4 separate regions of the Mus musculus genome follow, and all the other regions are linked to region 3. Evidence: chromatin contacts called from public HiCAR-type and HiChIP or PLAC-seq data. All regions are on one chromosome and are shown on one strand. The core of a region is the stretch at or near the end of the contact, and the rest is flanking DNA. Distances in the headings are between cores, read along the strand shown. Region 1 holds the start of Prss35 (protease, serine 35). Region 2 holds the start of A330041J22Rik (RIKEN cDNA A330041J22 gene). Region 3 holds the start of Elovl4 (elongation of very long chain fatty acids (FEN1/Elo2, SUR4/Elo3, yeast)-like 4). Region 4 holds the start of Rwdd2a (RWD domain containing 2A).

Region 1 (2,955 bases), core at 140-2,639, 2.9 Mb before region 3:
CTCTGTACAAATGAACTTGGCGGCGGGGAGGGGGGGATGTCAGAAGCCAGAAAAATTAATAAAGACAGGGAAGAAGAGACTTGATATACCAGACAACATCTTTCTGCATGTGTGTGCACGCCTTGGTTCTTGTGAGTAAATGGAACCCCATGGAAGTCAGAAGACAACCTTGAGTGTGGTCATATGCCAGGCTAACCCCCTAGAAGCTTTCACAGAGTCTCCTATGTTCTCTCCCCATCTGCTATAGGGCACTGGGATTTCAGATGTATTCTATCTCCTCTGGTTTTCTGTGGGTTCTGGGGATCCAAACTCAGGTCTTCATGTGTGTGAGGAAAGCCTTCTATTTGCTGAACCATCTCCTCAGCCCTGAAGAGCGACTTTCCAAATTGAAGATGGTATGGAAGTCAGATCAATCAGGCTTGGGAGTTGCTGCAACTTTCCAAAAATTCTTATTATTATAAAAGGTCTCAAGATCTCACACACCCATACACAGACACAGACACACACACACACAGAAAGACACAGACATATATACACACACGTACACACACATGCATATTTACACATATACTAACACACACTTACATACAGTCAGACACACATACACACACACCAACACACAGATGAGGCAAGAGAAATATTTAATCTCCATGTGCCCTTCACTCAGCTTTGGTAATTCTCAATACTTGGTTATTTTTTCAATCCACTCACCCCTGGCTGGTCCTTTAAAGCAAGCCCAAGATCTCCACTTCATCTCACCTCCTCGTCCCACGGGTCTTCCACTGTTCATTTCGCTACCCAGGCAGAAGGGAGAGGAGAGAGGGCAGGGCGACAGAGAGAGAATGAGGCAGACAGAGGCAGAAAGTACTTCGGCAGCAACTTAGGGAAGAGACAAACCTCTTTCCAGGAAAAGTTTTTACACCTTTTCCAGTGACATCTGTTAATAATCACAAAAATAAAGAGGGTCCCCTCTGGTACTGTTTAAGCAGAAAGCATTCCATTTGTATTCCAATGCAAACATCACTCACTCCTCGGATGTTAACCTTGCAGTGGCCGTTACTCATTCAGAATGGAAGAAGGGTGGTTGATCTCTAAAAAACAGCCAGCCTGTGATCCCTTCTTTAGTGCTTTTCTGTGTTCCTCCTGTGGGTCCTGCCTTGTTCAGGAGTGGTCCAGCCTCTAGGGTGCCCTCCTGTGCAGTGAGTTCATCCTTACCTGAGATGCTTACTGTATCCTCCCGTCCCAGGGGCGCTGCCCAGCAAGGATCCGGGTGGATGCAGACACTGGCTACGGAAGGTGCCAGGAGCCTAGTGGGCAGCAGAGTGCAGGGTCCTCTCAGCGGAGCTTCCCCGAGTCCGGGACCAGGCGAGAGTGGGGCTGCTGCACTGAGTGGCTGGAGATGGGAGGGGAAGGGGCGATGACGCTGACTTAGAGGGGAGGGGTGGGCGGATCCTGCTTACACACCACTGCATCCCTGCTGCACACCGATGGTTAAGAGCTAGAAAAAAACTCTAAATGGGTTCGCAAGAATGTAGGCACCCAGGGCGTGTTTTAACCAATGTTTTAAAAACAAAGCAGCAAAAACAAGAGGAGGAGGAGCGGCCAGCATGCCTAAACCAACTTAATCAGTATTAGCACGAAGGGAGTAAAGGTTATGGTTACCTCCAACCCAAGAGTCTCCATCTAAGGCCAAAGGCAGAGGTGAGGAGCCTACGCTGGGACACTGGGACACCCAGGGAGCAACTTGTGCAGCCTCCTGTGATTCACTTCTGTAGCTTTATTTTGAGCCAAGTTTGGCATACTCCCACTCCGGTCTCCACAGAATTCCCATCACACTCTTTCTGTTCCTTTCTTCTCTCCTCGGGATGGGGCACTCCTTTGGGATGGAGATTGTATGAGGAAAGCATTGTCAGCATTCCTTCTAGGCTCTGCCCTACAGTTACCTGGCAACAGCTAGGTATGACTGACTCAGTAAAAAAAAAAGGGGGGGGCTATTTGCCCCCTCCTTACTTATCCTCTTGCTCTCTTCCCTCTCTGTACCCTTCTCTCAACATTCCCCTCCCACCTCTCTCTCTCTCTCCACGTGTTCATGGCTGGCTTCTCTCCTCCCTTCCACTCCCCTCCCCACCCCTCCCCTCCCCACCCCTCCCCTCCCCACCCCTCCCCTCCCCTCCTCTCTTCTCCTCTCCTTGCCCCCCTTCTCTCTTTCTGTCTCTACTCCCTCCTAAACTCCCTTCCCCCTGCCCAAAATAAACTCTACTCCATACTATATCACACATATACTATATATGTGACTGGTCTCTCAGGGGGAAAGGATGCCTCAGTATAGACCCACAGAGGCACCCCCTTCCACCTCACCATACCTCACTCTACCAAACATATCCTGGTTCTTTCTTTCTTTCCTTTTTATAAAACACAACAAGCTTTACTTTTTCAGCTTTTACTGGGAAGCAGGTCTGGAGCAAAGAAAAGAAACCCCGAGTCCTGTATTTGGAATGTAGTCCAGTGTATGGGGCATTCACGTAAGCATGCCCAAGACTTAAGGTTTCATCCTCAGAGCCTGTGCTCACAACTGCCCCCTGACTAACCTCCATAGCCCCCCAACACAGAGAGAGAGGGGGGGAGGGGGAGAGGGAGAGGGAGAGGAAAATAAAATAAACTACCTCTGTCAGTTCTGACCTTCATAGCACCAAAGAATCAAATAAGTTCACAGGCCTAGTCTATCATGGAACAACTGGTTCTTTGTACTATATTCATTGATTGGTTGGTTGGTTGGTTGGTGGGTTGGTTGGTTATATGAGGAGCACATGTTTGCCATGGTACATGGGTGGAGGCCAGAAGACAACTTGTAGAGAGAGGTTATCTGTTTCATTCTGCAGTGTGGATCTGGGAGACTAGACTCGGGTCTTCAGTCCTGATAATGTGTTTTATGTGTTGAGCATTATCATAGCAACC
Region 2 (2,700 bases), core at 169-2,668, 2.9 Mb before region 3:
TTTTGTAAAGTATACCCCTTTCTCAGATGTTATGAGGTAAATTATTTATGGGTTGTAAAACTCACAATGAAAGGTGTCATGTTAAGTACAAGAAATGTTTTTGAAGAACTGTGCAATGCTAATATAATGCTTTCTATAAAATAACTGAGTCTAGATAATTTAAAAGCCAGGCCAAAGAAACTTCTGAATTCAAGCATAGCCTAAAAGCTATCGTTGTACTGGTAGAGTAAAGTAAAATAATTAGAAAACATTTCACAGGTATCTAGGCAATATATAACCCCATAACCATTCCTCAGTGTTTAGGCGAATACCATAGAATCTGGCCATGCGATTACACTAAAAAGAAAAGGCTTTGGTGTCTGAAGGCTGCTTGATTGTTCTGTTCTGTTTTAATCAGACATCCCTGAGTGGCATGGGACTTACTTCTCCAGTCCTTTAATCTTTAAGTAGAAATATCAATAATGCAACCACAGGGTTTGAATACTGGAAGACCTTTTATTCTCACCCTCTTTCCTCAAAGAAGAAACCATATAGTCTTGCAAAAATGAACATCTTGGTTTCCAGAACGCTCAGGGGAGTCCTTCTTAAGCTCAATAGGTCTGATCACTGGACCCGTGTACTCTTAACACCTCTTCTCTTATCGCGTTCAAAAGAAATTCCCCTCCTATGCTATTCAGATACAGGCGGGGAGTCGCCCTCTCGCCCAGTGCCATCGAGGCCTGGACTTTCTGGGTCAAAGTTGATCCCCCTCCTGCATCAGGCCCCGGGGGCATGGCTGGCACCCAGGACGTTGGGGTTAGGGGAGGACAGTGGACGAGCCGAGGAAGCGAGGCGGCCCGCCCCTCACCCGTCGGGGCCCAGGTCTCTCGCTTGGCGTTCACCAGCCTGGCCGGAGCCCCGCCCCCGCCCCCTCGCACGGCGGCTCGGCCGATGCCGCCGTGACTCAGCGCTTCTCGCGGGCCGCCCGGCCGCGGCGGCGGCGGCTAGGCGCGGGCTCCTCCCGCCTCGCCACCCCCTCTCGCCACCCACGCCCGCCCCCGGCCGCGGGGCCTTCCGTCGCACGGCCGCCGCCCGCCGCACTCCGCGTCCGCCCCGCCACCGTGCCAGCCATGGAGCCCCGAGCCCCCCGCCGCCGACACACCCACCAGCGCGGCTACCTGCTGACGCGGGACCCGCATCTCAACAAGGTGAGCCCCGCGGCCCCGAGAGCCGCCCTGTGCCCGCAGCCGGCCGCTGGGCCGCGGGGACCTGCGTGCCACCGAGGGGACCGTCCCACCCGGGAGGCCACTGCGGAGCCGGCGCCCTCGCCTCTCAGCATCCCGATGCTGGACCCCGGGGAGCGATGTAACTTGTGGTCCGCTCTTCTTTGTCTGCCCCTTTCCCATCCCGGGAAGGGCAGTGTGGACCAGTGTGGGAATCGAGCGTTTTCCGTGAGGGTGGCAGGCGGGCGGCCAGCTCAGCCGCGACGTGCCTTCCCGGTCCAGGTGACTGGACTGGCAATGACCGGAGGCTGCTGTGGAGACAAGTGGTCCTACCGGTCCTGCCTTGAACAGAGATGGCCTCTGAGTGCCTGGGATCCCATCCACAAGATGTGGGGGCTCCAGGGCCTCTTGGCTTCTGGGATGACATTGGTTGTATGGTGTGGGTGGTTTCTTGTTGAACCCTACGTGCATGCCTAGGTGGGAAAACTTACATGATACGGCGGTACAGTCATTTATTTTATTTATTCATTTATTTTCCTTTCTAAATTCTGACTTTTGGAAAGTTATTATTTTTTTTTAAACCAGTCCTCTTTTTTTCTTTTCTTATTACAAGGAAATTCAATGTATGCCCCAGATCAGAGTTCCCTTTTCTCATGCTGTGATATCTCTCCTCCCACCCTATACCCAAGATCTCCCCTAAATGAGAACATTTTAGAAATGATCAGTTTGCTTTTGTAAGTAACTAGGTCTTATTTTATAGTGTGGGTGGTTGTTAGAATGGTGTGTGTGTGTGTGTGTGTGTGTGTGTGTGCGTGCGTGCACGCACGTACGCACATATGTGCATGCACGTGTGTGCATATCTGATTTCCTATTTCTTCAGTATGTGGAGAGTGACATGAGTGTCAGCATGGAGGCCTGTTAAGTCTTTTAGGGTATCACTTTAGTGAACCTCCTTTTTCGTTAAGAAGTGTACCTCAGCATTTCTCTCTAGTCATGTTATGGGTGACTTGTGCTCATTATTAATAACTTAAACACGTGTGATTATTTTGCGCATTATAGCTAGTTTGAGTTTGTAATTTTTTTATGACTCTTTTTTTTTTTTTTTTTTTTTTGGTTTTTCGAGACAGGGTTTCTCTGTGTAGCCCTGGCTGTCCTGGAACTCACTCTGTAGACCAAGCTGGCCTCGAACTCAGAAATCCGCCTGCCTCTGCCTCCCGAGTGCTGGGATTAAAGGCGTGCGCCACCACGCCCGGCGAGTTTGTAATTTTTTTGTAGTGACTTCTACAAATCTTTATTTGATTATTTATAGCTATGTAGTGTAAACATTTTAAGTTTCCTACTTATTTTTCCTTCAAAATCAATGTAATTGCTAGTTTGAATTTTTTTTCTTCCTATTTTATTATCCTGTAGGTCGAGGACTATTTTCACTAGAACAAAGGTAAACTTTGGTGTGACAAAGCCACTTGTGGCTCTCACGTGTTACCTGCCTGTCCTGACT
Region 3 (2,795 bases), core at 269-2,768:
GTTGCCATTTCTAACTTAACATTGATGGGGCTTGTCTATGATTTCCTTATGTGACAGGCGCCCCCTAGTGAACAAGGAACTCAAACTGACCTCCACTGTAGAAGAGAGGCTCCAAGAAAATTCTTGAATAAAGCTGCCTTAATGATTCCACATTATATTAAATAAGCAAAGACGGTGACATTTTGTGAGGTGAGGGTAGGAATCTGTTCTCCATCATAAAAACATCCAAGACTCCAAGACAATACAGAGGTAGCAACCAATACCATAAGCAAAGGGAAACCTAACTCATACTCACATTAACAAAGGAAATGAAATTTGACTAGAATTCTTTGTAGTTACTAGATTCGTAACTAGGAATTGAGGTGTAAGAAATTCTTTAATTTGAGAAACTTCATTCTGGCAAGCAGATTTGACAAATTAATAAATCATATCATTTGGTTGATTTCAGAATAAAGCATGTAAAGAAGGCTGTGGGGGTCTGAGTTATATAGCAAATCAGTTACCTTTAATTAGCCTTCCTCGCCGAAGCTCTCTCTACTTAAACAACTCCCACTATGCTCTGAAGTGATGTGCGTTATAATTTTGTCACCATAAATATTTATGACTTGCTATTTATAGCACAGAGTTAGGGCTCAGGTAGTACTCATGTTAACAACGTTGAGCATTTGACTCAGTGACCTCTAAAATAAGCATTCTAAATCAGTCAAGTGGAGAAAAAAAGCCGAAACAAAAGTGGATGGCACATCTGAATAAAACGCATATGAACTTGTTATTGGACCATTCACTGAAATCTTGCTTTATGTCAGAAACTATAAAAATGGCATAGTGTGATTTTGTTGCTGCAGTTATTGTTGTTGCTATTTATTCATAGAGACTGCTTTCTTCTCACAAGTCAACTGCTCTTTTTCTCCTCAGCATCACCCTTTCAGATTGACCTGAATCTCATGTGGTGCAAGTGGACTCTTTTAGCCTATTCTTATGGCTCCATCCTCTCTGAACTACCAATAGCCTAATTTGGTACAATTATATTGCTTTGATCGGCCAGTGTCGCTGTTTTCAATACTCACAAGGATTTAACTACATGCTAATAATATTTACGGGGTGACCACAGACTACTCTCCTTTGCCGCTGCTTAAGACAAATGGCATTCCTTTACAGTGAAACCACCCGCATTTCCTTGTCTGGGTGACAAGCACGTGCCACAGGCGAAGACAGCAAAAGCACATGTGATGGAGGTGAATGATAGGCAAGAACCAGAAATGCATCGCGTACTTCATCTTTGCCCACAAACTCCCACTTTTTCCCGTCCGGTTTCCCACGTTGCATCCGGCAGAACAGAGGTAACCGTGGGCAGGAAGGCAGGGGAGGAGGACTGGGTACGAGGTGTCCCCCTGCGGCGTTCCTGTGGCCCAGGTGGTGGCCCGGGGCTGGCCTTAGCGCGCCTGCGCAAGCCGGCCACCACTCGCGACCGCAGCATCCCCGCGCCCGGGGCGAGAGGAGGCGCCGCCCCGCCCCGCGCGGCCACGTGATGCGGGCGAGGGGATTGGAGCTGCGGCAGCGCGCGGCGACAGAGAGGAGCAGCGCTGGGCGCTCGTGGCTGGTCCTCCTCCTCCTCCGCCCTCCGGCTTCTTGTCTCTGCTGTTCGCCGCTGCTCTCCGCCTGCATCCCCAGTCGCGGCGCCTGGAGGAGGAGGAGACGCCGCTGCCAGCAGGGTTCCCGCCGCAGTCGCCCACGGTCCATCGGAGCCTCTCTTCTCGCCGCTGCTCGTACCTCTCCTCGCCAAGATGGGGCTGCTGGACTCAGAGCCCGGCAGCGTCCTGAACGCGATGTCCACGGCATTCAACGACACCGTGGAGTTCTATCGCTGGACCTGGACCATTGCAGGTACAGGCGAGGGGCCTCACCCATCTCCTCTGGGTGTTCCTTGGGCTGCCCACGGCTCAGACGCCAGTCCCCGGCTTCAGCGCTAGGCAAGGCCCTGCGCCCCCTACCCAGCGCCTTGAGGCTGTTGGGGGCGCTCGGGTCCCCGCAGATGCGGCGCCGCGGACCTCGCGGTTGTGCACTGGTTAATCAGATGAGACTCTCAAGGCGTACTCCCCCCCACCCCCCATCCCCTCAACACTCCCATCTCTTCAGCTCCGCGAATGCAGGAGCTGACTTAACCAGATGCTACCAGTGCAGCCAAGGAACCACCCTGCCCTGACGCCCGCATTTCCCGAGCTCGCCTATTATCTTATGCACTGGTACTCCTTATAGAGCGATAGGCCTGGAGGCGGACGAGGGCTGCGACTATACCTGTCTCTCCGCTACTTCAGCTTCCTTGAAGACTTTGACAAACCACTCATTATCTTCTTCCATTTAGCTAACCTCTTTGTAGTATAATTTCGACTGAAAAGTAAAATAACATTATTTAGCTTCTTGAAGAACGTTAGTTTTTTTGTGGTTTCCCAGTAGCAAATCTGTTAGGCTACCCTCTGCGAGAGCTTTGCGCAGTGCAGTGCCGTCAGGGGGAGGGGAAAGAAGGCAGGCTTTGGGCTGGGGGTCTCCGCAGCAGCACCTAGAGGATGGCTCAGAAGCCTGCATAAGCATAAGTACAGTGTACTGAAATTAGCGAACTTTCCCTTCAGCTGTTGAGTTTGCAGAGCAGGGCTGTCATTGAGTGACTTAGTTTTCCTAGCAGAAGTAATTGTAACATAAATGTTCACGTTTTAACATTTCTTCACTTGCTTTGTTGCTTTAAAAAGTTTCCGAGACCTTAAACGTTAAGTTTAAAGGATCCCAGGGAATAGTTTGGG
Region 4 (2,700 bases), core at 150-2,649, 2.8 Mb before region 3:
TTTATGGACCATCTCATGTTTGGTACATTTTCCTTCCAAACGCATCCTGGGATTTGAAATTGTCTATTTGTTACCTGGACAGGAAGCTCATGCTTTGGGTTTTCCAGTTAACAAGTGGATACCTGGGGCTATGCCATTAAGAGCACTGGCTGCTCTTCCAGAGGATCAGGGTCCAATTCTAGGTTCCCACATGCAGTTCTGGCCTCCAGGGGGCACTGCATGCACATGATGAACAGACATACATGAGGGGGAAACACGCATACACATTAAAAGCAAAACACGATAGGCACCCAGAAACACTTAGGACCAATGAAAGCACCCACCTTGGGCTCCTCAATTTGGAGCGTGATGACAAATTCGATGTTGGGTGGGAGCGCCTCCCTGGTGCCTTCCAGATACCTCTTTATGTTTGTTAGGGCGTTTACATCTTCGAGTTTTACTTCTCCTTGATTAGGAAACATAGAAAACAGCATTTCCATCTCCAGCAGCTGAAGCTGAAGGCTTTCTTTTACTGACCCTGACATGTCTCCAAATCAGCCGGCTTGGAAACCTGGAAAAGGCCCAGAAATAATGGGGTTGTAAATGACGACTGGTGTCCAGGAAATTTTCCCAAGGTCCCTTTTCTAAGAGGCAGTCCCGCTGTTTGTAGAGAGCTACGGGCACGCATCCATACACTTTAGATTTCTCTCCTAGCCCCCCCCCCCCAATCTAGTACGCACAACATCCTTTAAAATGCTCCCTCAAACCCCAGAATCCTTGTCTCTCCTTCCCACCCTTGCCGGCCATTCTGGAGTCTGCGCTTTCAACAGGTGCTCGGGTGACAGATTTCGTGGCCGGTGGTTGCAAACACCTGTATTCCTGGTCAGCCTCAATCCCGGGAAAACCAGGGACCGGCCCGGGAATCCCACTTGGATCTCAAGCCTGCGCAGCTAGGAAGGATGCCTGCAGTGCGGAGGGGAGGGCTCTAGGTCATCCCCGCCGCCAGCCCCCATCCGCAGGCCCCCTCGGAGGACAGCCTCCCCGGACCGCAGTGGGGTGCAGCATCTCGCGCAGGTGCATAGGGACGCCACCGCAGAGCCAGGGGCTGGGAGGAGGGGTCTCAGCCATTTCCACTTAATAAAGTGACGCCTAGGGCTAAGCGGGTGAAGACCCGCGGGGATGACGCTGACCTCGCCTGGCAGGGGCTGGGCTGGGAGGTGATCTCGGTGGTCGGAGGGACGTCAACGCTCCCGTTCTTTAGGGACCCGGGACCCTGAGGCCCAGGCTGAAAGGCGCAGCTGTCCACCCCGGGAGCTAACCTTCGGCCCGCCTTAGCCGCCTTAGCCTCACCCTTTCAGATCACTCAAGCCAAGCAGCCCCGAACCCGCTCCGAACCGCAGCCGCAGTTCCGCGGGCGCGAGCAGCGCGCGGACGGCTGGGGGGCGGGGCTTGGCGCATAGGGCGGGGCCACAGACACCAACCCGCCGCGATTGGTCGGGGCGGGGCTTGGTGGTGCAGGGGCGGGTTCAGCGGCCCTTCCGGGCTGTGATTGGTGTGGGCGGGGCGTCGGGCCGGAAGCAAAGCTGGGCCACGTCTGCGAGGTCTGAGAGAGTTGGTTTGGTGCGCACTGCGCGGCCGCGTCTCGCCTGTGGAGAGAACGTTCTTGCTCCAGATCTAGGTGAGCGGGCGTGGAGAATGCCGGGCCGCTGTGGGTGGGGGTTCATCGGCAGCTGAGGCTGGGGCATGACTGCCGGACCTACCTATCCAACGCTGCGCGCGGCCCAGGTGCCTGAGGTCCTCGCGCTGTAGTGCGCGGAGCCGCGAGTCAATCAGTAGCTCGGAGCAGGATGCATCCCCAAGGGTGGCAGTTTGAATGAAAGAAGCAAACACTGTTAGGGCTTTTAATAAACATTGCCATACCTAATCGAAATTAGTTCGAGAACTCCAAATGCATTAAAGGGTGGAAGCATGCCGTTGTTCTATGACTGTGATTTTCCTTTGAGAGTTCTGAATTTCGTAGGAGTGGTTGACGCCCCTATGAATAATAGGGATACATTACCAACGGGTCATTTTTTTTTTTTTTTACAAAATTATATTCGTCCTTGTGGACAAAAGTTTGATAACTAAAGTAGCTTGGGAATGATCTATTTTACTAACCGGAGAAAAGCAAACATTTCCCCACACTTCTGGTAGTGTTGTGTATAGAAGCAAGGAAGGACAATAAAGCGAGGAGGTGTGGCTGTTAGCGGAGGGACAGCACCCCCTCTCTGGGCAAACTAGGATAGAGCTGACCCAGGAAGTACAGTTTGTGGCTCTGCAAATACACCGCTGGCCGAAGTGGAAAACCCGAGTTGAATGAATTGGAGGTATCCCACACTCACTTGTTTTTAAATGACAGGTTGGAAGTAGCATGGTAGATGTTAGTTGTTTTTGATGTTACTTTAGAAGGCTGCCATGCCTGTCTTTATGGAGATTGGTGAGGCTTCTGTGAGATGGCCTAGCTGATGGGGGTGGGGGTGGGGTTGGGTCTCAGACCAGAGGAAATGACTGTCCATTGTTTTTCTTTTGGGACTGTTTCTTTCTAGCTTGAGAGGAACAGCAAAAGAGCCACACGGATTCCAGGTTTCTGACCTTCAGCCTCAGCCTTTCACTGGCCGCACACCAGACTTTATATGATTAACCGAGGCCCACACCGGGAGTTGACCCTTCTGTAACATAAAA

What was found. HiCAR-type assays count read pairs that join an accessible place to other places. HiChIP or PLAC-seq counts read pairs in DNA pulled down with a chosen protein or histone mark.
Region 1: a contact with region 3 is called in a HiCAR-type map of astrocytes, with 6 times the contacts expected there. The contact joins the promoter of Prss35 here to the promoter of Elovl4 in region 3. A contact is called at or near these places in 1 of 39 promoter capture datasets (frontonasal cranial neural crest) and 1 of 115 datasets of contacts at active chromatin or transcription factors (astrocytes).
Region 2: a HiCAR-type map of astrocytes shows a contact between it and region 3, with 5 times the contacts expected there. The contact joins the promoter of A330041J22Rik here to the promoter of Elovl4 in region 3. A contact is called at or near these places in 2 of 39 promoter capture datasets (cranial neural crest and hippocampal neurons), 1 of 115 datasets of contacts at active chromatin or transcription factors (astrocytes) and 1 of 9 other capture datasets (liver).
Region 4: a contact with region 3 is called in an H3K4me3 HiChIP or PLAC-seq map of embryonic forebrain, with 8 times the contacts expected there. The contact joins the promoter of Rwdd2a here to the promoter of Elovl4 in region 3. A contact is called at or near these places in 1 of 39 promoter capture datasets (pre-B cells) and 2 of 115 datasets of contacts at active chromatin or transcription factors (astrocytes and embryonic forebrain).

What each region holds. Positions count from the first base shown.
Region 1 is chr9:86,742,067-86,745,021 of GRCm38.p6, reverse strand. It overlaps Prss35 (protease, serine 35), which reads right to left and starts at 1,389. Exons shown (of 2, transcript NM_178738.3): 1 at 1,216-1,389.
Region 2 is chr9:86,694,160-86,696,859 of GRCm38.p6, reverse strand. It overlaps A330041J22Rik (RIKEN cDNA A330041J22 gene), which reads right to left and starts at 1,418. Exons shown (of 3, transcript NR_045835.1): 1 at 1,158-1,418. It overlaps Me1 (malic enzyme 1, NADP(+)-dependent, cytosolic), which reads left to right and starts at 946. Exons shown (of 14, transcript NM_008615.2): 1 at 946-1,187. The coding sequence starts at 1,110.
Region 3 is chr9:83,805,028-83,807,822 of GRCm38.p6, reverse strand. It overlaps Elovl4 (elongation of very long chain fatty acids (FEN1/Elo2, SUR4/Elo3, yeast)-like 4), which reads left to right and starts at 1,518. Exons shown (of 6, transcript NM_148941.2): 1 at 1,518-1,884. The coding sequence starts at 1,785.
Region 4 is chr9:86,570,687-86,573,386 of GRCm38.p6, reverse strand. It overlaps Rwdd2a (RWD domain containing 2A), which reads right to left and starts at 1,399. Exons shown (of 3, transcript NM_001145969.1): 1 at 1,330-1,399; 2 at 324-550. The coding sequence starts at 524. It overlaps Pgm3 (phosphoglucomutase 3), which reads left to right and starts at 1,545. Exons shown (of 13, transcript NM_028352.4): 1 at 1,545-1,657.